Linked DNA regions of Danio rerio: region 1 is linked to region 2. Evidence: chromatin contacts called from public Micro-C data. All regions are on one chromosome and are shown on one strand. The core of a region is the stretch at or near the end of the contact, and the rest is flanking DNA. Distances in the headings are between cores, read along the strand shown. Region 1 overlaps agrn (agrin). Region 2 overlaps agrn (agrin).

Evidence for each region. Hi-C and Micro-C count contacts between places; a contact is called where the count stands out from the background.
Region 1: a contact with region 2 is called in a Micro-C map of caudal fin, with 7 times the contacts expected there. The contact joins two enhancer-like sites. A contact is called at or near these places in 3 of 18 Hi-C or Micro-C datasets (caudal fin, hematopoietic stem cells and an unstated tissue) and 1 of 4 datasets of contacts at active chromatin or transcription factors (caudal fin).

Annotation. Positions count from the first base shown.
Region 1 is chr23:26,831,311-26,838,267 of GRCz12tu, reverse strand. It overlaps agrn (agrin), which reads right to left. Exons shown (of 36, transcript NM_001177452.1): 33 at 6,488-6,575. Among named protein-coding and RNA genes, the nearest start is that of ptpn11b, 24 kb to the left of the region's middle. Within about 2 kb of position 1,492, at least 10 of the 62 cell types and tissues checked have an H3K27ac peak or open chromatin away from gene starts, as enhancers often do.
Region 2 is chr23:26,560,546-26,567,107 of GRCz12tu, reverse strand. The region is part of intron 2 of agrn (agrin); the gene reads right to left. Among named protein-coding and RNA genes, the nearest start is that of agrn, 140 kb to the right of the region's middle. Within about 2 kb of position 3,982, at least 22 of the 62 cell types and tissues checked have an H3K27ac peak or open chromatin away from gene starts, as enhancers often do.

The sequences.
Region 1 (6,957 bases), core at 243-2,742, 270 kb before region 2:
TGAGTATTTTGCCTTTTAGAAAATCTTCGAGCAGCTGCTAGCGAAATAGGGTGGTGTATCATTTCTCACAAACCGATGAGATTTAAAAGTAATTTATGCTTTCCACCCACAGGGGGCAGTGGCTCACATAGGAATGGGGATTAAATATGTGTCTTTCATGTCTCTGAATCATCAGTAGCAAAGCTCAAAATAGATGCTTTATGTATATAAAAACTTTAAGATTTGTTTAATAGATTTCATCATATGCCCCATCATTTTGTGTTGTTTGACAGAGAAATGTTTGTGACAGAGTTAAAATATGAAGGTCATTATCATATTTATATTAGATAAATTCAAAAGTTCGGAACTATTATTATTTCTTTTAATATGTCAAAACACAATCATATAAATATTGTGAAATATAAACAACAGTATTCTCCTATTTTAAGATAAAATTTATATCTATGATGGGAAAGCTGAAAAATTAAATGATCAGTGTTAATTTGTTCCAAAAATGATTGCTTAATATTTTTGAGGAAGCTATTATGCATTATTTTCAAAATTTTAACGAATAAAACATTCAAAAGATAATTTCAAATAGAAATATTACAACATTACAAATGTCTTATATTACAGTTCTTGTATTATATTATCTTACCATATCAAAATTCCAATATTTTATAATCCTAAATACAAAATTGCTGATTCTGAGGTTTTGAAAAATAGCATACCAGCTCTTAAATGTATTTGTTATTAATAGGATATGCATCTAATAATTAGGAAATCCCTAACAGTTTTTTTTTCTTCTAGAAAAAGTTTTATTTGTTTTATTTCGGCTAGAATAAAAGCAGTTTTACATTTTATAAAAAAACAATTAAGTTAAAATTATTAGCCCGTTTAAGCTATATTTTTTTTCGATTGTCTACAGAACAAACTATTGTTATAAAATAACTTACCTAATTACCCATAACTGCCTAGTTATCCTAATTAACCTACTCAAGCCTTTAAATGTCACTTTAAGCTGTATAAAAGTGTCTTGCAAAACATCTTTTCAAATATTATTCACTGTCATCATGGCAAAAAGTTATTAGAAATGATTTATTAAAACTATTGTGTTTAGAAATGTGTTGAAAAAAATCTCTCCGTACAACAGATATTGGGGAAAAAGTAAACAGGGGGCTAATAATTCAGAGGGGCTAATAATTCTGACTTCAACTGTATATATATATATTACCTAATAGGGGTGTCCTTATTATTTATACATATCCTAATCAGTAGAGCATGTCACATAGTTTTTAGATTTAAAATCTTCATAGATGTACTGTATAGTCTAACACAAATAAACATATTACACAACAAATTACCAAAGATTTGATTAAACCAGCGGTGGTCTGCTGCCTGACAAAAGCCCTGGCCTTCAGCATGTGCAGGGTGGCTGAGTGTGGGAGGACGGCGTGCCTTTGGAAACACTTCAGGCAAAGGGGACTCACCTCTGGTCAGATGGGTTCTCCAGTGACTCAGGGCTTACAGGAGCAAGGGAAGAAATGATAGGCATGCAATAAGCGCAAGAGGCCGTAGGGGAAGTACAGGGTTCGCATAACACACAGACAAGAAGTCCTGTGCCAAGAAGCTAGAGTGACCTCACTAAATTATTCTAGTCTTTCAGTTGTTATGCCAGAATAGGCAAAGAAATAACTCTGGAGGACTGTATCGAAAGTACCAGTGGTACTGGCACATTGTTGTATTGTTCTGAGCTGTCACATGCCTGAGCTACTGCAATTTATCAACAATTCCATCATTCTCAACAAGTCAAGAGAGTAAGGGAGCGAGAATAAGAGCAACTTCAGTAAGTGAGTACATGTTTGAAAGACTGGTTGCTTTCCATCAGATTTCAAAACCTTGTGAGCTGCCTACAGTATGCAGGCTCCATTTTAAGACATCATAGATCCAATTAATTATTTGGCCTGCTGAAATGTCTTCTTGTTATTTTAGAATGTTCTGGCCAACTATTACAGCACCATCATGTTTCTACTGACAATTTTTGTTACACTAGAAGTGTCAAGTTTCTATTTTTGTGCTGTATCCTGTTTTCATAAATCAAACTAGTTACTCATTCGGTTTCATAAAAACTACAATGCTTTATAAGAATGAAGTCACCTATATGAGCAGCAAGATAGCTAATGGCAAGGTTTGTTAGAGGCAAACAGTTGTGCTTTTCTGCTAACACAAAAAACTGGTCATTTATTAGATTTCATGACATAGTGATGAGTGTGATTTATTGTTATGTTGGTAGTGTGCTGTTAGCTTAGCTAGATGCTAACAACAAAAACTACTAAAAGATAGTTAAATCCATGCTTTTCTGGTTATTAAGCATTCAAAATTGATCACTGATTTGATTCCACAGAACTAATACTTCCTAAAAAAAGGCTGCAGTCTATGCAGGCAACAAGGTAGCTAAAGTAAAATTCTCCTAAATAGATTGTGAGGTAAATTTAAATTCATATGTTGTGATTTTCAGCTTACATTCAAACTAGTCACTTATTAGTTTTCATAACAACTACAGGACAGTACGATGCTTCAAAGAAGCTGCCCATATACAGTAGGTAGCGATGTAGCTAACTGAAAAGTTTGATAATGGTATAAAATACTGTAAACAGTTGCTAGTCAAGTTTTTATTCATGTCTACTCATGTTTTATTTATTCATCTGCGTATGTAAACCATTCAAATTGGTTACTTATTAGGTTTTACCGCAGTTTGAGTGTTCTTTGTTGAGAGTGCATCTTGTTGTTGTTAGCATTGTGTTTAACAAGCTAAAAGCAAACTCTACTGGGATCAATTGCTAGTCAAGTTTTATTCATGTGCTGCACTTTTCTGCTTACATTAAACATTACAGGCTGGTCACTTATTAGATTCTGTGGCAGTTATAATGCTTTTTAAAAGGCAGCTGTCTAGGCCGTTCACTAGGTATTGGAACAGAGGTAAACATAAAAAGCCAATTATATAAAACAAATGCATTTTGTGAGAGGTCACTTAAATGGTAAGAATGGGTAAATTGCTCCAAGGCTGCTGAGCTAAAGAGAGGAAATAAAGACAGATGAAGAGCACAGTAAATACTAACAGAAATATTACTCCATTCCCATGGATGTGGCGCCACTATGCCGATGTCCTCTTAGGAATTCATTGACTTTAAGAGCTCTGTTCACAACCAGATCAAGCTAAATTGATGACACTCATTCTGAAGGGCTGGTCAGCTAGCTTGGTTGAGATTAATTTTAATCTGGCACTTCATTTGTACAGGAAGTGACACGCATTAAACCTCAGGAAGAGCGAAAGTCAATGAAGAGGGCCTTGTCCCTAACCATTATTGATGCCTGCGGTGACTCTGCCTTCTCTACTGGACGAGGAGCCTCTTTAATTGCAGCCAGTTTTCTGAGAGACAAATCCTTGATTAATGTGCCACTTTCGCTTTCATCCTTGGGCACAATTATTAGAAATCACTGGGAGCGATTTGACAAACAAAGTGATGTGGCTTAAAAGCCGGGCAGGAACTTTTCATGAGCATAATACATAACATAATTCCATTTAATCAAGCTGCCAGCTTTTTAAGGGCTCAGTGCAGCCACTTAGACACTTAATTACATTCAGAAGGAAACAAATAATTTAAAATAAGAATCACTAAAAGGAACACTATAACAGATTGAACATTTCTCTAATGGGGCAGTAAAATGGCATTTAAACCAAGCTGTAAATACCAACTAAATATTGATGTATGTCGTTCTCTAAAAAGCTAAATAATACTTGCAGTTAAAAGGGGCTTAATTTGTTTTTTAAACACAGACATATTTCCAAAGTCAGTTCAGGTATTTCCATGCATGATTCCTGTGGGAATTTATCAGTGTATCAAAATGCTCATCATCATGCCAAGCATGCATTCCTAAAGCTGGATTCTGATGCAACTGATGAAAAAGCAACCCTTCCTGAAAATATGTGCATTTATATAATAAATCAACCCCATAAATATTTTCTTGAATGTGATGTAAATGGAAATACCAATGCAAAAATTAAATATCAATGCTTTATGCTGGTTATTTTGATGGTTTGTTTTTTAAGTGTTAGTTTCTCTTATTAAAATTCATCCTAAAAGGTCTCCGGGTAACTTACTCTGGGATCTCATTGGTCAGTTGGCTTGAGAGCAGAAGGAAGACAACAGACAAGCACGTGAGACAGACAGACAGAAAGACATAAGCAAAGACAACAACCAAAAGCTGTGCACACAGAGACAGACAGTTGACAAAACACACACAAATACAAAACATAAAGATAAATGGCATTCTGTGCCTTTGATTAAGGCTCAATTAAATGTTTTGATGTGTATTTCTCAGTGGTGTGGCAGCAATTATCCTGAAAATTGAGCATAATATAATATAATATAATATAATATAATATAATATAATATAATATAATATAATATAATATAATATATTATAATATAATATAATATAATATAATATAATATAATATAATTATTATATATTATATTATATTATATTATATTATATTATATTGTAATTCGCTAATTTATTCATTTTATTTATACACTGCAGTGTATAAATTCAAAAGTTCAAAATTGTGCTAAATATTAGTGATATTTCTAAAACAAGGTGTGTAGAATACATCATCATCAATTCAGATGAAAGTTTTAGATGATGATGTTTTGAATGTAAAACATTTTATTATCTGATTTCTATTCATTTTTTAAACTGTCTCTTAATACATTTTCCTTTAATGCTCTTTGTTTGAGCTGTTAGTTATGGTTTACTTTTAAATTATGAGCAACAACAGAAGTATATGTCTGATAGACTAACTATTTCCCATCAAATTCAAGAACCTACATTGTATTAAAAAAATCTGTGGACAAAACAAATAATGTTCTGGCAGAAAAAAATCAGTTTACAGTGGGGAAAATAAGTTTTGAACACATCATGTTTTTTGCTGAGAATTATATTTCTAAAGAAGCCTTTTGAGATCAAATTAAACCAGATTTAGATAAAACCCAAACAATTCAAACATAAAAATAAAACAACAAAACAAAATCTGAAAAATGTGTTATAACAATGGCTTGACGGACATAGAAAGTATGTAGCTACTGAAATGTAAGGCTTTTTTTGGTGATGGCAGCTTAAAAACGCCTCTCATATGAAACAAAGTCACATGAATTGCTCAGATGTAATTTTTTAAACAGACTTCAACAGATTATTTTATATTGGATTTAAGTCATGTGATTAGCTGGGCCATTCTACAGCTTGATTTTGTTTCTCTGAAACCAATAAAGAGTTTTGTTAGCTGTGTTTTGGATCAGCGTCTTGCTGAGTGTCCACCCTGGTTTCATCATCCTGATAATGTAGATGTTAAAAACATTAACTAATATTAGCTAATATTAGATAACAATGATGACGGGCAGCGGGTTGCTGAATAACTTCTGAGAGAGGCTACACCTCCCTTTCTTCATGCGTTCAATAATTTTTCCTTGCATCATTTAATTTAATTATGCATAACTTAATTTGTAAACTAATTAGATTTTTTTTCTTTGCATATGGGAATTTATTTGGTTGTTACCAACATTTAGGGAATATTTCAAGTCAACAGCACCTTTAGAAATTTGTTTACTGAGAAAAATGTTGAGTTCAATACTTATTTTCCCCATTGTATATTCTGTTAAAAACAAACCATTTATTAACAAATGGTCTAAATTAACATTTTTATTTATTGAATTATTGCGTGTTTTAATTATTTTTTTCTTCATTGAATGAAGGAAAAAAGGTCAAATTGTGGTTAGTGCAGTAAAACCATGTTTTTTTTTTTAAGGGAGCTCATTTAAGTTAATAATCCAGCCTGCTAGTACTCCTTCATGAGCTAGTTATGTTGTAACTTTAAACTATGAGCACTATTTTTAAAGCAGCTTCTTCAACATTGGTGGAGACATCGCAATAAAATATATAACTCTTGTAATTCAATCCTTTCTCCTAGAAACGGAATAAATGTTGACGTAATTGGTGCATGCTGGACCACTGACACATCAGACCAACCAGAGGAAGAGAAATCATCTGATAAGTGAGGAAGGAAGCAATTATCAAGACATGACCATCAATGGTGCCTTAGGATATGTGTGGTAGTGAAGACGTGTGGTTTTGAGATCCCAGTGATGGTGGAGGAAGCTTCATTACAGCATATAAGCGTGATCCATCGCACTGCAGTCGTGAGACTCCTTCGGGTGCCACGCTAATTGGACCCAGCTAGGGTTCACGGAAAACCAAAGAGACAGACTATAGCGAAAGTGGTAATTGATAAGATCAAGCCATTAGCTAAAATGAGGAAGCACGTCGGGCCTTAAATGGGGCCGGAGTAATCTAGCCTGTCATCGCTCCTCATTGACTGCTAATATAGCAATGAACCAATCATTGTGATCATTGGGGAAAGCACTGACACAAGGACAAGCGCCCACATTACCTTTTGGTGACTCCGTTGTGATATTCGATGAATGTATGACCATCAAACGCAATGGCCTCCGTGTCCCCAGCGGACTTCTCAAATATTGCTGGAAAGGGGGAGAGAAGACGGAGTGAAATTACACCAATCGATGTGAGACAGGGCATTGTTAATTAAAGCAAAGCTAGAAAAAGAGTGTGATGTATCGCAGGCTTCATGCTTGTGTGGCTTAATTAAGGTTAAAGATGCAACACAAGGACCCTGCAAGGTTAATGAGGTGAGCAAAAGTTCTTAGGTTTTTGCGACTGTGCCAATGTGTGTTTGCGATAAGCATACGAATCGAGGATGGTGTTATTTGTGAAAGTTTGGAGGCGTGGATTTAGCTAAATCTACATATGGAGCATATGACTGGCTAGAGCTGCCAAGAGCTATTTCTTTTAAGTAAGCTGTACAGTATGTTGATGTATGCTAAAGACGCATGCAAATCTTGC
Region 2 (6,562 bases), core at 2,733-5,232:
GAGGCCGCTGTTGACTGACCCACTGACTGACTGACCAAACGACTGATCCCCCCCCACTCTCCCCCTTCCCTAAACCCAAACAATAGTATTTTGAAAAGCACCTATCGATCCACCCAGCCACTTCCCTAAAACCAACCGCAGTGTTTTGAAAAACAATCCAGAAAAAGCCTCCTGATTTTTACCACTTTTTCAGATTTTAACACATTCTCATGCTGTTATTTACTTGTATATTTTATTTTTTAGCCTCTGTTTTTGTCTTACCTGCCTTTTGGAACTGTTCTTCAGTGGACTCGAACCATTTTGTCACGGTCAACTCTGCTCCGCCTCTCTAGTCCGTCGACGTACGTGTCCAGCTACCAGACAAACTGGTAACAGCCAAAATAGCCGTCCAAAAGCAGGTAAGCGGTCAGCTGGTTAGCGATAAAAGGAACAGCATCATACTGCCCTGTAGCGTTCATTTTAAAGACTACATGCAACCATACATGGCTCAGACTACATAATTTGCAATCTCCAGAAACGTATATAAGGCTACGTTTTAAGAATGAGCCTATGTTGCTTATATGCCAATTGACCAGGTGGGAGCCCTGGGCTCAATTATCTCTGAGCTTAGGGTTCTCTCCTGGGATAGCATGCCAAACCTGCTATTAGTATCAAGCACTATCTCTTGAAACTTGTTAATTCAATGACTGTGACATATACTTTGACGTATATCAGGGTAAAACTGCTTTTCAAATTAGAAAAATAGATAAAATGGGACTTGGTTTTTATCCATGGGGAATTAATTACATGCTGCAATTTGATGAGAGGAAATATTACACTCTATAAAACAGATTTACCAATTATGATATCATGGTAATATTGAGAGCTAGAGAAAAATATTATTCAAACAGCTTCAGAATGACACGAGGGTCAGTCAATGAAGATATTTTCTTCTTTTACTCATTTTATTATTATTAGAACAATCCCCTTAAACACATTCATGGCTAATTCCAGCAATTCACGTTTCACTATACATATCTGTCACACTTCCCATTCATTCCCCTTTCTTTGACACATACAAGAGCGCTAACATTAACAACTACGATGGGTAAGTCAGCATGACAGCCAGAAATGTGTCAACAGCAGAATTAATCAGTGTCAAAGCGTTGATTGAGATTATGCAGAGCAGACTCCATGCGCACATCTCCTATTTTTACAGTACATTCCCTCACGGCAGGACTCTTTCCTTTAAATGCTGCTATTGTGAAGTGATGATATCTTTTGCACATTTGCAGCGCCATAAAAGAACCACGGGCAAATAGCAGCAGGCTCGGTATTAGTCATACTCATTGAAACACTTCCTAGCACGGGCTCACAATACAAACAGAATGTATAATCTGAAGAGCTTTGACCCAGCTGTCTACACTCTTCAACCAGTATTTCTCAATGTTGCATCCGTGTTGCTGATAAGTTACGTTGCAGAACTTTTTGAACATGGCATATACAGTGCATATAAATCTAGCAAAGCATGCTGTGCGACATATTCTTCTCTAATTGATTTGGGCAAAAAGGTTAGGATACACCAATAGTCGGTTCTTTACTTGTAAAATCTTTTAAATGTATTTTTATTCTGTGATATTTCTTTGATTTTCTCATTCGCTTTTTGAGAACTGTAATATGATCAAAATACATACAATTTTGTATGATGTGCGTTATCTGGTTTGAGGATAGCATCTTGAGCTTAACCACAAAATGGTGTAAAATGCTAACTCTGTCATTGTCAACTGATAGTGGTTAAAAATTAACAGATGGTAATAACGGAAACCGAGGTTATTGTTATTATAATTTAATTTAATTTCTTTCGACTTATACCCTTTATTCATCAGAAGTCATTACAGTGGAACTTATCCAGCATACAGTATGTTTTACACAACACATGCCCTTCCAGCTGCAACCCAGTACTGAGAAACACCCATACACTCTCACATGCACACACATGGACTACAACAAATTTAGTTTATTTAATCCTCCTATAGAGCATGTCTTTGAACTGTGAGGGAAACCGGAGCACTCGGAGAAAACCCGCATGAACACGGGGAGAACATGCAAACTGCCCACAAAAATGCCAACTGACCCAGCTGAGACTTCTTGCTGTGAGGCGCTGTGCCACTAATTTAATTTAAAACCATGTATTTTAAAGTTTTGAAGTAAAGCAATTGCTGCCATATATACTCACCTGCCACTTTATTAGATACACCTTACTAGTACAGGGTTATACCCTCTTTTACTTCAGAACTGGCTTAATCCTTTGTGGCATAGATTCAACAAGGCACTGCAAATATTCCTCAGAGATTTTAGTCTATACTGACATGGTAGCATCATGCAGTTGCTGCAGATTTATCGGCTGCACATACATGATGCAAATCTCCCGTTCCACCAAATTCTGGTGCTCGGTTTGAACTGCAGCAGATCGTCTTTATCATGTCTACATGCAATGAGTTGCTGTCATGTGATTGGCTGACTAGTAGTTTGTGTTAACGAGCAGTTGGACAGGTGTACCTAATAAAGTGGCTGTTAAGTGTACAAACAATTAGTCCTAAAAGCTTGTTACAAAATTAAGCAGCAATGATGAGAATTTTTGTGTGTGTGTGTGTGTGTTGTAAAAACAATAGCATCAATAGCCTAGACTAGAGGTTAAGTTCGCCGACATATCACGGCTTGAGGTCACTTGCCAATCCTTCCCCTCTCTCTGCTCCCAATGTCCTCCACTATCCAATAAATATAAGGTAAAAAAAAAAAAAATATATATATATATATATATATTAAATAAAAAAAGAGAAAAATCTTAAATGATATACAAATAAATTAAAAAGATATGGAAATGTTGTAACAACTCCAGCAAGTTTAAATGGTCAGATAAACAACAAACAACTCATCAATAAACGACAAAACAAAAGTTTGTTCAGCTTTCTTTTTTAAGTAAAACCCACTTTCTACTACAAAGCATCAAATAAAAACATGTAACACATTTTAATCTGTTTTTAATAATGTTTAAATTATGTTTTATTTCTTATACTTACAGTAGGTGAGAGTTCAAAGTGGCTATTACCACCAGGGCATATACCGCCGCCGTTTGAAATAGCTGCCGCTCTGTTTTTAATGTATGACCGCAGTTTGTGAAAAGGCCGCCAGGGGGCACAAGGGGACAAAATGCAAACGGACAGAAATAGCCTATACAGCAGCTTTAAATATGCAACTGTGCTTGTAAATGAGATTAAAAAATAAGTCAAAGCATTATAATTTCTTCATTAATCATTTAAAATTTGTTAACACGCTTTATTGTTATTGTAAACTTGTTAAGTGCAAAGAGGATTCGTTTTGGAAAATAGAATTGAAGAAATAAAAGACAACTAAAATGAAAGCACAAACATTCAGTACAAAAAAGTATGCCTAAATAAATAAATAAAGCAGTCTTTTAGCCTAAATGTAGAGAGATGTATGTTACTTTTATCCTTGTTTATGTAAAGCACTTTGAACTAGCATTGTGTATGAGATGTGCTATATAAATAAACTTGCCCTGCCTTGCCTTACAAAAAACAACTCCAACAATTAGCCAGAAAAAAGCAAACAACACTCTATTAATATTAGTAGTAGTAGTAGTATATTTTTTCCACAAATACTGTACCTCACAATATTATTAAACACTAGATAAGAAAAAAGGTATGGTTGATATACAATATAAAGTGCCAGATTGAGAAAGTTTATGAAAGAAATCGCTAAACCTTTAAAAACAGGACAGCTTTTATGTAAATACACTATTTTTGTTACTATGTATGTTTTATATAAACATTTTGCTAGCTCTGCATTAATCTTTCACCCCAGTTATATAGCTGTGCTGAAGGAGGAATTGGGCGTTGTTTTTGGGTGACGTATTGTCAGTAATGGGGGGCTGGTGGATGGGGGTCAGTGTGAGCAATTCCCTCACGCCTGTCTGCTGCCGAAAGACCGGCTCCGTCAACCAGCCTAATGGAGACCTCAAGCTCATCTAAACAGACCCCCTGGAGCCTCCCCTCACACATCAGACAAAATACTGCTCACGTGCCCATTTAACAGATATGAGAGACGTGAAAAATCAGGGGACTAAAATGTGGAGCAGGGCCAGGGTTTTCTATTAATGTACAGCACTGGGAATCATAGATGTCTGCGCACCAGATGGACCCCCCACTTAACAAGAAGCCGGGTGGGGGTGAAACCAAAGCCCTCGCCTTTCCTCAGCTTGAATGTTAAACAGTGGTTTACTGTGGCCGAGCTCATCTTCACAAATCAGCCACGGTGACCTGCAGGGTCATCGCTCATCATCTGCTCAACACAATCAGCCTTATCTTCTAACAGCCATGTACACTATTGTTCCATTCGTCAAACATAAAGAGACATGAAATCAATGCGGAGTTTGCTACATAAAGCAATTGCATTCAGTTTTCCATTTGTGTAATGATCTCATCCTTGAGTGTAAGGCTGTATGTGTGTGTGTGGGCAGGAGTGTAGATTATGATGTGCAAGAGGGATTTGCAGGTTGACCTCCACAGGATTTAGGCTCGTGTTGTTGTGTATCAACAGCAGCTATGAAATCAATAAAGGGGCTAATAAGCGCTGGCTGGAAGTGTTGGTGCAGCTGCGCCCCCTTGTGGGTCAGGCTGGAAAATCAGTTTCATTCTTGGTTGGTTAAGACCAAAATAAAAATGATGGCATCATTTACTCATACCAAACTCATTAGAAACTTGTTTCATGTTTTGAACAGTTTCTTTTCCTCCGTTCAAAGTGGGTTTTGGCCAAAACTCAAAACGTATGAATGGATATGTTTAAATTAAGCCTTCTGAATAGATACAATCTCTTCACATGATCCGCAGGTTTAATTGAGGCTTTTAATCACATACAAACATTGATAATGTTTACTGTATTCACATTTGCTCACAGCCATTTTTATTAGAGTGACGACTGCCAAAAGGAGTGTTCAAAAAGCTTGATAAAGCATGTTAAAGGTTCTTTTAAAAGCCACTGATGATTATGAAGTACCTTTATTTAGTTATTTTAAGGTAAACTGGTTGTTAACTAAGGCCCTGTTTACACCAGGAAAATGTGTTAGAAAAATGAGACACATTCCTATTTGTACATGCTGTTTTTTAAATAAATAACTAAATAAACAAATAAATGAATTAATAAATAATTAAATAAATAAATAAATATTCAAAGACTGTAAGTAAATATATATATAAAATAAAAATATTTTTTATACAAAAACAACTAATAATGTTAGTGTGGTTGTTATTATTATTATTATTATATTTTTTATTATTATTATTTTACTACTACTACTACTACTACTAATAATAATAATAATAATAATAATAATAATAATAATAATAATAATAATAATAACAACCCTAATAATAATATTAAATATGAATAACAACAGCAACAACAATAATAATATTAATAATAATAATAGTAATAATAATAATAATGTATGGATTTTTTAATACAGATTTGTTTCTCGTTTTTGTTCCAATGCTAGCTGGACAGAATTATGTTTGTTTCTTGTTTGAATCAGTACTTGTAACTTTTTACAGGTTTTTTTTTTTTACCTTCAAACCAATCATACAACTTGAGACAGCAAAGTATAAATCCCATAGCTATCACTCTTCAACAACATGTCCTGTAATATTTAAGAGATAACAGTCTATGCTTTTTATTCTGATCACATTTACAATCCAAAAGAAACACTTTCTCTACAATTGGTGTAAATGATTAAATGCGGACAAACACAAAACTGTAGATTTACACCTATTTTCAATGATGTCTCCTTGGCTAATGAACACACGCTCAATACCAGGAAATAATATCATTGAAGTGTGCGTGCCCTATATTCAAGACAATGTGAGGACCAAATGTCCCCACAAATATAGCAATACTAGTCAATTTTGACCTTGGGACATGTTTTGGTCCCCATGAAGAATACAGCTTATATATCACACAGAATTAATTTAAAAATGTAAAAATCCAGATTATTTCCTGTGAGTGCAGGGTAAAAGTGTAGGCCTGGCGTAAGGAGATAGAAAATACAGTCTGCACAGTATAAAAATAAAAATCATTACATTTATGGGAAGTCTCTATAAAGATAGCTGTGCAAGTTAGAGTGTGTGTGTGTGTGTGTGTGTGTGTGTGTGTGTGTGTGTGTGTGTGTGTGTGTGTGTGTGTGCGCTGTCAGCTCAGACAGGTGTGAATGTGGTATAGCTCACACTCACCTTGTCAAAACAACATGTCAGGTTAAGAAACAGACCTTCCACCCTAGCTCAGCTACAGTGAATCCACCTAACACATCTGACCTGATACACAACCAGCAAAAATATCTAACAACATTTATCGTGTTTTAGATATCATTAGCAATAGTTTGAGAGATATGTATGTATGGAAATGTCAACATATAGTCTGAACAGTTTTGTTAAATAATGCATGTTTGAAGGGATAGTTCATTGATTAACCATTTACTTGCCCTCAAGTTATTCCAAATCTCTTTGAATTTATT